3 separate regions of the Sus scrofa genome follow, and regions 1 and 3 are each linked to region 2. A link is a contact called in public Hi-C and promoter capture Hi-C data. All regions are on one chromosome and are shown on one strand. Each heading gives the region's core, a stretch centred on a gene start, on an enhancer-like site or on the middle of the called end of the contact. The rest is flanking DNA. Distances are from core to core; before and after follow the strand shown.

Region 1 (3,241 bases), core at 181-2,680, 190 kb before region 2:
TCCAGGTATGTGGCAAGAGCTTATGAACAACAAAGCTCTTAGGAGTGAAGCTTGGCTCAGAAAATTGAGATTTGTGGCTGGAAGGGACCATAAAGGTCACTTATTTCAACTCTGAGAACAAGCTGAGATCCAGGAGGAAAAAAAAAATTCGTGAGGTTACACACAAAGTTCCTTGATGTTAATTTCTAGTGTCAATGATCTGAACATAAGCTACGTTTCTCTGGGAGTTAATGGAACCCAGCTTTGGGGATTGACATCCTTTCGGAACCCATATGCCTCAGCTGAACACACGGAGGTGAGATTTTGTTTCTATCTTGTAGCTTTAACAATTTGAACTTTTTCTAATTGTTTTTTCTTTTCTTTTCTTGTTTTTTTTTTTTTAGGGCTGAACCCTTGGCACATGGAAGTTACCAGCCTAGGGCTGGAGTTCAAGCAGCAGCTCCTGGCCTACACCACAGCTCACAGCAACACCGGATCCTTAACCCACTGAGCCAGGCCAGGGATTAAACCCACATTCTATGGATACTAGTAGGACTCGTTACCGCTGAGACACAATGGGAACTCTGACTTTTTCTAATATTTTAATCAAGATCTCTCTCAATGTCTTTCTATCTGTCCTGATGTCTTTCCTCCAAAGGTGTATCAGCCTTTGGGGCTGGGGCACTTTTGCTGTCCAAGTGTTTGAGTCCCTCCACTCACAGACCTCTTCTGGGACTGGGGCAGGTTACATCTGGTTGAGAAAGGGGCAGGCTACATCTGATTCTACATCTGATTTCTCAAGGAAAAAGCAGACCTTGCCCTAGAGAATCGAGGACACTGGCAAATGTGCGGGGCAGAGAGCCACAAAAATAAGGAGACCTGAGATCTCTCCATGTATAAGAGAGCAACTACCTGCAGGTCAAGGTACACAAGGTAAGAGTGCAGAGAGCAAGGGGATATACATAGAGAGCCAAGGGCAAGGCTCCTCGAGAAGGCCGGAGAGTCGGGAAGATCGGTGCCAGGAGGTGGGAAATTTCCTGAGAGGAAACCTAATGGAGGGAGTTGCAGCAGGCAGGCAGAGATCAGGCAGGCTGGAGCTGTCAGGGAGACTTGTTTGAGGAGGAAGAGTGGAGGCTCCTGGAGGCGGCGCGACTCCAGGACGCTGCCTCACCTGGGACCCGGCCGCCGCGCTCTGGGCCGCCGTCTCGGCCTGCGCAGCTCGTGCACAGCTCGCCAGTACCACGAACCCGGAAGGGTCACCCGGTGAGGCTTCCACCAAGGCCGCCTTCACAGATGTGGTGCCCAAGTCGATGCCCAGAGTGACAGATCGAGCAGCCATGGCAGCGCTTGCGTCTGGGGCCGAGGCGCCCTCTCCCGCACACTTCGCCCAGGACCAGGGAGCCAAGGCGGAGCCTCGCCTGCCACTCTTTCCAGACACGCTGGACACGGGCGAATTCGTCTCCCCATTGGTTGAGGAAGGTTGAGTCGCGCGCCCCGCGTGACCGTCCCCTGCTATAGGCGGAGCCGTGGTGGAGGGCGGGACCTAGGGGCCCCGCCCCGCAGAGCAAGATTTGCGAATTGGAGTGAAGCTTTGTCCTCGCTCAACAAAGTTCTTCGGGATACCGAGAGGCGCTGGGGGATGAGAGAGCCTCTGTGGCCCTATTGCTGACTAAACCCTCTCACATACCCGAGTCCCCATCCCTGCCGAGTTGCCTGCGCCCCTCCGCTTCGCTCCAACCCCTAATTGTCCCTCTGAGACGCGGAAAAACTACAGCTCCCAGGGTGCATCGCGCCGAGATCTGGCCTCCGTGAATCAGGTGGCTCGGGTCAGGTGACTTCTGGCCCGCCCCACAGTTAAGTCAAGCCGGCGGAGAGAGGCGGGTACCGTCGAGAGCCGCTCCTGCGTCCAGTGCAACCGGTCCTCTGAAGCTAGAGGACCTCAGGTGAGAGCCTGCGCGGCCCCGAAAGCCTCTCCCCCTCATTTCTCAGGCGCACCCCCTGAGGTCCAGAGACTCGCACAGCAAGCCAGTTGGACAGCCTGCCGCGCTTCCAGCCTCTCTTAGCTGCGCCGGGTTCTGTCTCTTGCCGCCAGCCCCGGCCTCGCGGAGAGCCCCCAGATTGAAGGGCTCGGGTGGTAGCGAGTGGAGGCAGGGACACTAGGCTGCCGAGGTGCTTTGGGAGGCTCTACAGTGCAGGTTAGCGCCCCTTTCCCCGCCTTTTGCTTAGTTGCCTCCTGAATCTGGGTCTGGGAGTTTGCAGATTGCTCTGCGGATGTGAGACGCTGAAAAGACCACTTCGAACTCCTTTTAGGGTGCTCAAGTGCCAGCCTGGCCCCAGGGGAGTGGGCAGGATGAGATCCGGCCCCGCCCTCCGGGGCTTTCAGGATAGAGAAAGGGAGGACGACTGGGCCCAGCCTTTTTCAACAACATTGAAGAAAACAACAGCCCGGGCTTTGTGAGAGCTTGCTAGGCGCCCTGGGCACCAGCTGTATTTACTTTATTGTTTCTCAACTTTTTTTCCTTACCAACACCCACCCCCTTGAAGTTTTAATACTTCTGATTAAAAGGCCACAAACCGTGCTTAATGTTTCATCTCATATAAGCCCTATGACTTAGTTCCCACTGCCCATGTTTTCACTTTAGGAAATTGAAGCTTGAGGAGGTTAAGTAGCACCCAGAGCCACACAGCTAATAAACGGGGAGCTCAGGTTCAAACCTGTGAAGTCTGTCTCCAAGGGGCACACTCTTTGCCACTGTTTGTATTAATTTCTCCAAGAGAAGATCCAGGGAGGTCCAGATTGTAGAACAGGTGACAGAATTAACCAGATACCTGACTAAGTGCAGCTGCCACAGGTTGCCCCCTGGGAGGGGATTGGCAATGGGAGGCTTCTTGAAAGAGGTGGCATCTGAGTGAGGCTAGAAGAGCAATATGCCAGACTCAGCCCATCGTGGTGAAATTCTCCATTTCTACCTGTAGCGTTCACAGAGGCTAGTGTGCCAGCGGCATACAGAAGTTCCTCAGCCGGGGATCAAACCCACGCCACAGCTGTAACCAGAGACCGAAGTAGTGACAACACCGGATCCTTAACCCGCTGAGCCACGAGGGAACTCCAGTTTTTGTGTAGAATTATTAACCTAATCTTTTCCTAACATTTTAATCAAACCATATATCTCTCAATATCTTTCTACCTGTCATGATGGTTTTCCTCCAAGGTGCGTCAGCCTTCGGGGCCGGGGAACTTTTGCCGTCCACGTGTTTGAGT
Region 2 (3,544 bases), core at 331-2,830:
CCGCCTACCTTTCTGACCTCTTTTACTGCTCTCCCACTAGAGCTACAGAACTTTGCGTTTCTCCAACAAAACAACCTTGTTCCCATCTCAGAGCCTTTGTGCTTCCTGCTGCCCCTTCTGGGAACACTCTCTTCCAAGCCTGCACATGACTGGCTCCTTTCTGTCACGTAGGGTTCAGCTTATTCGTCGCTATGCCAGAGGACTTTCCTGACTATCCTATGCCATTCTGCTTCCTGCTTCTGCCCTCTGCACTCTCCTATCCCATTAAAATGTTTTATTCTCTCCACAGCACTCACCAATATTGGTAATTACGAGTTTAGTTGTGTCCCCCAACTGGAGTGTCAATTCCAGGAGGGAGTTTGATCTTGATCTTGATCAAGCGCCTAGGACTATGCCTGGCACAAAGTGGAGGATGCAATAAGTACAGGTTGAACTGAATGAACAAGGGGATAACGTCTACTTCGCAGTCACAGTGATATTTAAACGATACAATGCAGTAAATGGTAAAATGCCACTATGTTAATTGTGGTTGCCGGAGTCAGCATTATCATTTGCTATCTTTAGTGCTCCTACCTCTACCTTTTCCCATAATCTCAGTTAAAAGCAAGACTTGAAAACATAAACAGTCCATGTCTGGTGAGAAATTAAGTACATGAGAAGAGCTCTGCAGGCCTGAGACCGACCCTAAGAACCAGACATAGGACTCTCAAACCACAACAAGCAAAACACCTCTCACATTCCCCATTGCGATAAAAGACGGACCACTGCTGGTTTACGATGTTTTGGTTTAATTAAGGGTCAGATGCGGTGGAGCAAGATGACCCTCAAATCACAATAGGGACACTGAGTTTCTGCAGCTGACAAGTTCAGCCCTCCAAGGAAAACCGCGAGTGCTGTGTTTAACAGACATCAGCTCCACCGGTGCAGGACCCACAGGGAGGCGGGATGCCGGCGCCTCCCCCCGCCCGACAGTTCCTTCTGGGCCGCTCCGGGTTCTGTTCCCGCCCGAGGCTGCCCCTTTATCTCAAGCCGCCAAACAATCCTAACCCCTCCTCGCCCACCCTCTTGCAAAGACTGGCTCAGAGTGGCAGCAAAGAGGGTGTCCTCAACTACCCCCCAGCTCAACCCCACCTCCTCCAGCCCCCTCAATACCCATTTCCGGGCGCTCAGGCGTCCTTTCTTTTGCTCCCGGTCCCAGCCCCCGTCCCCCAAGGGCTCGTCCCCCTCTCCCATTCCTCTGAATGCCCCCGTCCCTGGCCCCAGCCCCCGCCGCCTCCCTTTCCGGCCTGCTCCGGCGCGGGACACTCGCTCGGCGACCTCCTCCTCGCCCCCGCCCCCCCGCCCATACCGGGATCAGTTCCTTCAGCGAGCGCCGCACCGGCACGATCTCCAGCTCGCCCTCCTCCACCTCCATGGGCTCCGGCTCGCCGCGGTCCAAACCGGACTCCGCTTCAGGCGACAGGGGCCCCAAGGCCGGTCCCGCCGGGGCCTCTGCCTTCACCGACACTCGCAGGCCCCGAACGGCCGCCATCGCCGCCCGCCGGCCGCACCACTGAGCGCCCTCCCCGCACACCACCGGCTAGAGCGCCGCTGCCACTAGCCACAGAGCAACGGCCTCCGCTACCTAGAGCGTCGCCTGCTGCAGCTAAAGGGCCCTGTTTAGCCACGACGCCCCCTAGTGGCGGGAGGTACCTGAGGGCCAGCTGAAGCGGGATCTGGTGGAAAAGAGGGCGGGACCGAGTGGGAACAAGGGCAGGGCCTACTGGAGGGGGCGGGGCCTGGAGCCTTTCGCTGCAGTCTGGCCTTAGAAAATAGCTACACACCTTGGGCAGTATACCTGTAATAATTGCACCAAGCAATCATTACCTGCCAATGACTGTTCCAAGCGCCCGAATCCTTACACATACCCTTTGAAGTATTACTACTACAAACGGAGGCATTTAAATTTAACCAAGATTGATGTTCCCACTGTGCCTCAGTGGGTTAAAGGATCGGGCCTTGCCACAGCTGCGGCATAGGTCACAGCTGAGGCTGGGAATGAATCCCTGGCCCCGGAACTTCCATATGCTGTGGGTGCAGCCATAAAATTAGAGTTCCCATCGTGGCTCAGTGATTAACACACCTGACTAGTATCCATGAGGACTAGGGTTCAGTCCCTGGCCCTGCTCAGTGGGTTAAGGATCCAGTGTTGCTTTAAGCTGTGGTGTAGGTGACAGAAGCGGTTTGGATCCCGCGTTGCTGTGGCTGAGGTGTAGGCTGGCAGCTGCAGCTCTGATTCAACCCCTAGCCTGGGAACCTCCATATGTGTCAGGTGCAGCGCTGAAAAGACAAAACACACACATACACAAAAGAAAGAAAGAAAGAGGAGTTCCCGTCGTGGCGCAGTAGTTAACGAATTCCACTAGGAACCATGAGGTTGCGGGTTCAGTCCCTGGCCTTGCTCAGTGGGTTAGGGATCTGGCGTTGCCGTGAGCTGTGGTGTAGGTTGCAGACGCGGCTCAGATCCTACGTTGCTGTGGCTCTGGCATAGGCCGGTGGCTACAGCTCTGATTGGATCCCCAGCCTGGGAACCTCCACATGCCATGGGAGCAGCCCTAGAAAAGGCAAGAAGACAAAAAAAAAAAAAAAAGAAAGAAAGAAAGAGAAAGGCAGGAAGGAAGAGGGGTGAAGAAAGAAAAAGGAGAGAGAGAAGAGAGAGGCAAGAGAGGGAGGGAAAGAGGGAGAGAGAGAGGAATGAAGGAAGAAAATAAAAATTTACTCAAGGTGACAGGGTATTTAAGGGATAAACTTGGATGTGAGTCTAAACAGTCTGCCTCCAGACCCCAGAGTCAGCCTTGGTCTATCACATTTGCGCAAGTCTGTAGGTATACAACGCATTTTCCTTGACATCTTTTATCTCTTCCAGGTCTTCCAATGATTGGCCCATTTTATACACCACAAAACTGAGACTCCAAGAGCTCTGAGCATGGAGGAACAAACAGTTAAAAACCAAGGAAGAGCATGACCAGCATCGGACACACCTGATGGAAGTCAGGTGCAGTTCTAAGTTGGGCACACACAAGCACGCCCAGACCCCCAGTTCATGTCTATTCTTGGAACATGGGCAGGTCAGTAGTGAAGTAAAGTGCCTACAATTAAAGAAAATGTTAAGTTTCCTGGTGGCCAAGCAGTTAAGGATCCAGCATTGTCACTGCTGTGGCTTGGATCACTGCTGTGTTATGGGGCTCAATGGGAAAATAAAGTGAAATGTGGGCTTTAATTAACAATAATGCATCAATATTATCTCATGGATTGTGACAAATGTACCACACTAAGGCAAGATGTTATTAACAGAGGAAACTGGGGGGTGGGAGAAGGGAGTGAGTGGGTCTATGGGAACTCTGTACTTTCTACTAAATTTTTTTATCAACTTGAAAGGGTCCCTCCAAATCTATTTGTTAAAACCAAAAAAAAAAAAAAAAAAAAAAAAAGACACCAGAATACGTACATCCCAGACCAATTAAATCAGAATCTCTAATGGTGGCTGATTTTTTTTAAAAGCTCC
Region 3 (3,652 bases), core at 825-3,324, 240 kb after region 2:
CAGAAGAAACAAACCACATTACCTGAAGTCTGGCCACGAGGAGGAAAACATTCTTAAAGTATTTTAAAAAACCTCTGGTTTGAAAGTGTACATCACTTTTGAATGGCATCTTGAGAACCTGTCAGTTTACTGCTTTACATGTTCACCTTTCATTGACACTGAATATACTACGTAGTTTACCCATTCTGACAAATTAAGCACCTTTTTGCTACTACACTGTAGAAAGAGGGCCCAGGGGAGTTCCCGTCGTGGCATGGCAGAAACGAATCCTACTAGGAACCATGAAGGTGTGGGTTCGATCTCTGGCCTCGCTCAGTGGGTTTAGGATCCAGCGTTGCCATGAGCTGTGGTGTAAGTTGCAGACGTGCCTCGGATCTGCCCTTGCTGTGGCTATGGTGTAGGCTGGCAGCTGTAGCTCCGATTACCCCTAGGAAACCTCCATATGCTGCGGGTGTGGCCATAAAAAAGACAAAAGACAAAAAAAAAAAAAAAAAAAAAAGAGAGAGAGAGAGAGAGAAAGAAAGAAGCAGGGCCCAGGAAGGAGGTAGCAGGACACAGAACAAACAAACAAACCAAAAAACTCCCCAAGAAATCTGAGTGACAGTTTCAGTTTTGTCAACTGATTCACAGGGCAAGCCTAGATCAGTTCTCTTTTAAACTCTGAAATGAAGTGTTTGGGGGAGTTCCCATTGTGGCACAGCAGAAAAACCTGACTAGTATCCATGAGGATGCGGGTTTGATCCCTAGCCTCACTCAGTGGGGTCCGAGACCTGGCGTTGCTGTGAGCTGTGGTGTAGACCACAGCCAAGGCTCGGATTCAACATTGCTCTGGCTGTGGTGTAGGCTGGCAACTGAAGCTTCGATTCGACCCCTAGCCTGGGAACTTCCACATGACGAGGATACGGCCCTAAAAAAATAAAATAAAATGAAGTGTTTGGTATAGATAATTGCCAAGATCTCTTCTAAGGAAAACATTTTCTTGCCGAATCAATTCACTGTTCATCACTTAGCAGAGATGACGTTGATGATTATGCCCCAAACTGTACAATTACAAGTAGTCACATGAAACCTGGTATTTGCCTATCAGTTTTAGGTTCGAGGGACATTTAAGAGAGTCTAAAACATGGTTCTTCAAAAACCTAAAAGCTAACATGTGTTTTGGAAAAGCCAGTTTTTGTGGTGAGAGTGCCTTTCAGAATGTGAATTTTTCCAGTAAATGTTACTCTCCTCCCACATTTGCTGGGCCCCCACACTGGATTTGGAAGGTGCGGGCTAAAAACCCACGAGCCTATAAAACAGAATGGTTCTCATGGCCACTCCCTTGATCCCTGCACCACATCTTAAACCATTCTGGAGCATGATCACTAAGCTCCAGAGGGCAGCTGAACCAGTGTCAGGGGACAGCGCAAAGGTCTGTACTACAGCAACATGCAGACACATCTAGGCTTGGTCAGTACTTCTGAGTAAGAACGACCTAGGCTTTCTACATGCCCAGTAAAGGTTAAAGAGATTCACAGTCGACCCGCTCGAGCAGGCTGGAAGCGCCAGTATAGGTCCCGGCACACCCTTGCTCCTAGTTTCAGAACCTGCAGACCCTATGGATTCCCGCCTAGGCTCTCCAAAGCCACCACCCACCTCTTCACGCCCTTGGGGATGACTGCCCCTGCCCCCGCCCCACAATCTCCAGTCAGCCCTGACCTCCTCGAACTGCTCGCCCGAGCAGCCGGCGCCACGAGCCTCCAGCACCTCCCGGAACTGCTCCAGGGTGACGGACTCCTCGCCGCGGCCCAGCCGTTCTTCCAGCCAGCGCAACAGCGCGCCGTGGTGCCTAGACACCAGAGACTCGCAGGGTGGGGTGGGCCGCAGCGCAGCCGCCGCCTCTCGCAGCCGAGCCGGCTCCAGCAGAGCCGCGGCCGGGGGCAGCGCCGGGGCCGCGGGGCCCGGGCCGGGGGTCGTGCCGGAGTCCGCGGCCCAGTCTTGGTGCGGGCTCCAGCCTTCGCCCCCGGCGGCTCCCGCCTCGTCTTCACTGCTGTGACTCGGAGCGTTCCCCATGGGGTTTCCGCCTCGGGCGCCCGGCTCGGCCGCCGCCGCCGCCTCCCCGCCACGACCTGTCAACCTCCGACGGCACCCGGCGGGCGGGGACGGGGAGGGGACGACGGCGGCGGCTGCGGCTTCCGGCTTCCTCGCCCACAAGCGAGGACTACTGTCGCAACGACGCCGTCAGGCGGACTCCACCGGCTGTCGTGAAACAGCTAACCGAGGACAGCCGGATTTCCAGGAGGGTGCGTCTCCAGTTATGTCTACGTCATCCCCCAGCCTCCTTTTGCCACCATCTTTGTTGGGGGCGGCAACTTGAGGGCCCAGAAAGCTTGTCGCTGCTCACTTTCTCGGTATCGTTCCACGTTCACTACCTATGCTGGTAAAGTACGAGAAAGAGTTGGAGCTAAGTAGTGACGCTTTTGCCAAAGACTTCCCTTTCCGTGGTCCCCTTAACGACAGGAGGACACGGGAGAGCGCGCGTCGCGCCGATGACGTTGCGGCGGCTCCTCCACCATCTTGGTTGTGGACGGAGGTGGCAACTTCGGAGCAGCGGAGGGGTACAGCTGTCTAAATGCCGAGGCTCGGCGGGCGTGGGCTCTGGCTGGGCCTGGCCGCGGCGGCGGTGGCGGCGATGATCGCTCGGCTGACAGGCTGGTGGAGTCCCCGCGCTGACTTCCGCCTTTTCATACCCGAGGAGCTGGCCCGCTATCGCGGCCGCCCTGGGGACCCTGGCCTCTACTTGGCCTTGCTCGGCCGCGTCTACGATGTGTCCTCTGGCCGGAGGCACTACGAACCTGGGGCCCCGTATAGCGGCTTCGCAGGTATTAGCCGGGCGGCTCCCGCCGTTTCCTGCTACGACGCGGGCGGGTTGCCGACTGCGTTTCATTCATTCACTCATTCATTCGTTCCTTCGTTTATTCATCTGCTTTTTTTTTTCCTACCCACATTTGTCAGACCACTTTGGGGGCCGTTCTCAGATACATCATCGTTCTGGTCTGTTTTGACTCTGGCAGGACTGTGGGCACCTGTTACCTGCCTCTGTCCTGTCTCCCCACCGCTCTTCGTGACTTAGGTTGAACAAATACATCTCTTGCCTGTTGTTCACTCTTTCACCGCCAGTAGAATACCTACTTTGTGCCACATTGCCTAGCTCTCAAGGCAGAGATGAGTGAGGCCCTGGCCCTGCCCTCAGAGTTGCCCTGCTGATTAATCATTTCTATAGTGTGTTCCAATCCAAAGTGACTTTTCTTTCACCCCACTCCAAATTTTCCCTAAGAAGCTTGAATCGTTCTTGCTTCTAGTATAGACGTACTTGTCTGCCTTCCTTGAAAAAGCTTATCAGAGTTCCCTGGTGGCCTGGTGGTTGAAGATCCCACTTTGCTACTGCTGTGGCTGGGGTCACTGCTGTGGTGCAGGTTCATTCCCTGGCCCAGGAACTTCTCAATGCAGTGAGCATGGCCAATAAATAAGTAAAATCCATCCTTTTTAAGAGAGTACAATTCAGTGTGTTTTTGTTTTCATTTTGGCTGCCTGGCGGCATATGTAGCTCCCAGGGCAAGGATCAACTCCAGCTGTGTCAATGGCCAAATACTTTAACCCACTGTGCCCAGAG

What was found. Promoter capture Hi-C pulls out the DNA fragments that hold promoters and counts their contacts. A called contact is a pair of places that touch in the nucleus more often than the background predicts.
Region 1: a contact with region 2 is called in a Hi-C map of liver, with 5 times the contacts expected there. The contact joins the promoter of SHPK here to the promoter of NCBP3 in region 2. A contact is called at or near these places in 2 of 47 Hi-C or Micro-C datasets (heart right ventricle and liver).
Region 3: a promoter capture Hi-C map of liver shows a contact between it and region 2, with 5 times the contacts expected there. The contact joins the promoter of ZZEF1 here to the promoter of NCBP3 in region 2. A contact is called at or near these places in 1 of 5 promoter capture datasets (liver) and 1 of 2 datasets of contacts at active chromatin or transcription factors (alveolar macrophages).

Annotation. Positions count from the first base shown.
Region 1 is chr12:49,730,889-49,734,129 of Sscrofa11.1, forward strand. SHPK (sedoheptulokinase) reads right to left here and starts at 1,431. Exons shown (of 7, transcript XM_005669118.3): 1 at 1,151-1,431. The coding sequence starts at 1,318. It overlaps CTNS (cystinosin), which reads left to right. Exons shown (of 12, transcript XM_021067682.1): 1 at 1-295; 2 at 782-1,922.
Region 2 is chr12:49,917,179-49,920,722 of Sscrofa11.1, forward strand. It overlaps NCBP3 (nuclear cap-binding protein subunit 3), which reads right to left and starts at 1,581. Exons shown (of 13, transcript XM_003131866.6): 1 at 1,349-1,581. The coding sequence starts at 1,531.
Region 3 is chr12:50,153,184-50,156,835 of Sscrofa11.1, forward strand. It overlaps ZZEF1 (zinc finger ZZ-type and EF-hand domain-containing protein 1), which reads right to left and starts at 2,075. Exons shown (of 56, transcript XM_021067699.1): 1 at 1,699-2,075. The coding sequence starts at 2,052. It overlaps LOC100520452 (neuferricin), which reads left to right and starts at 2,033. Exons shown (of 4, transcript XM_021067695.1): 1 at 2,033-2,282. The coding sequence starts at 2,051.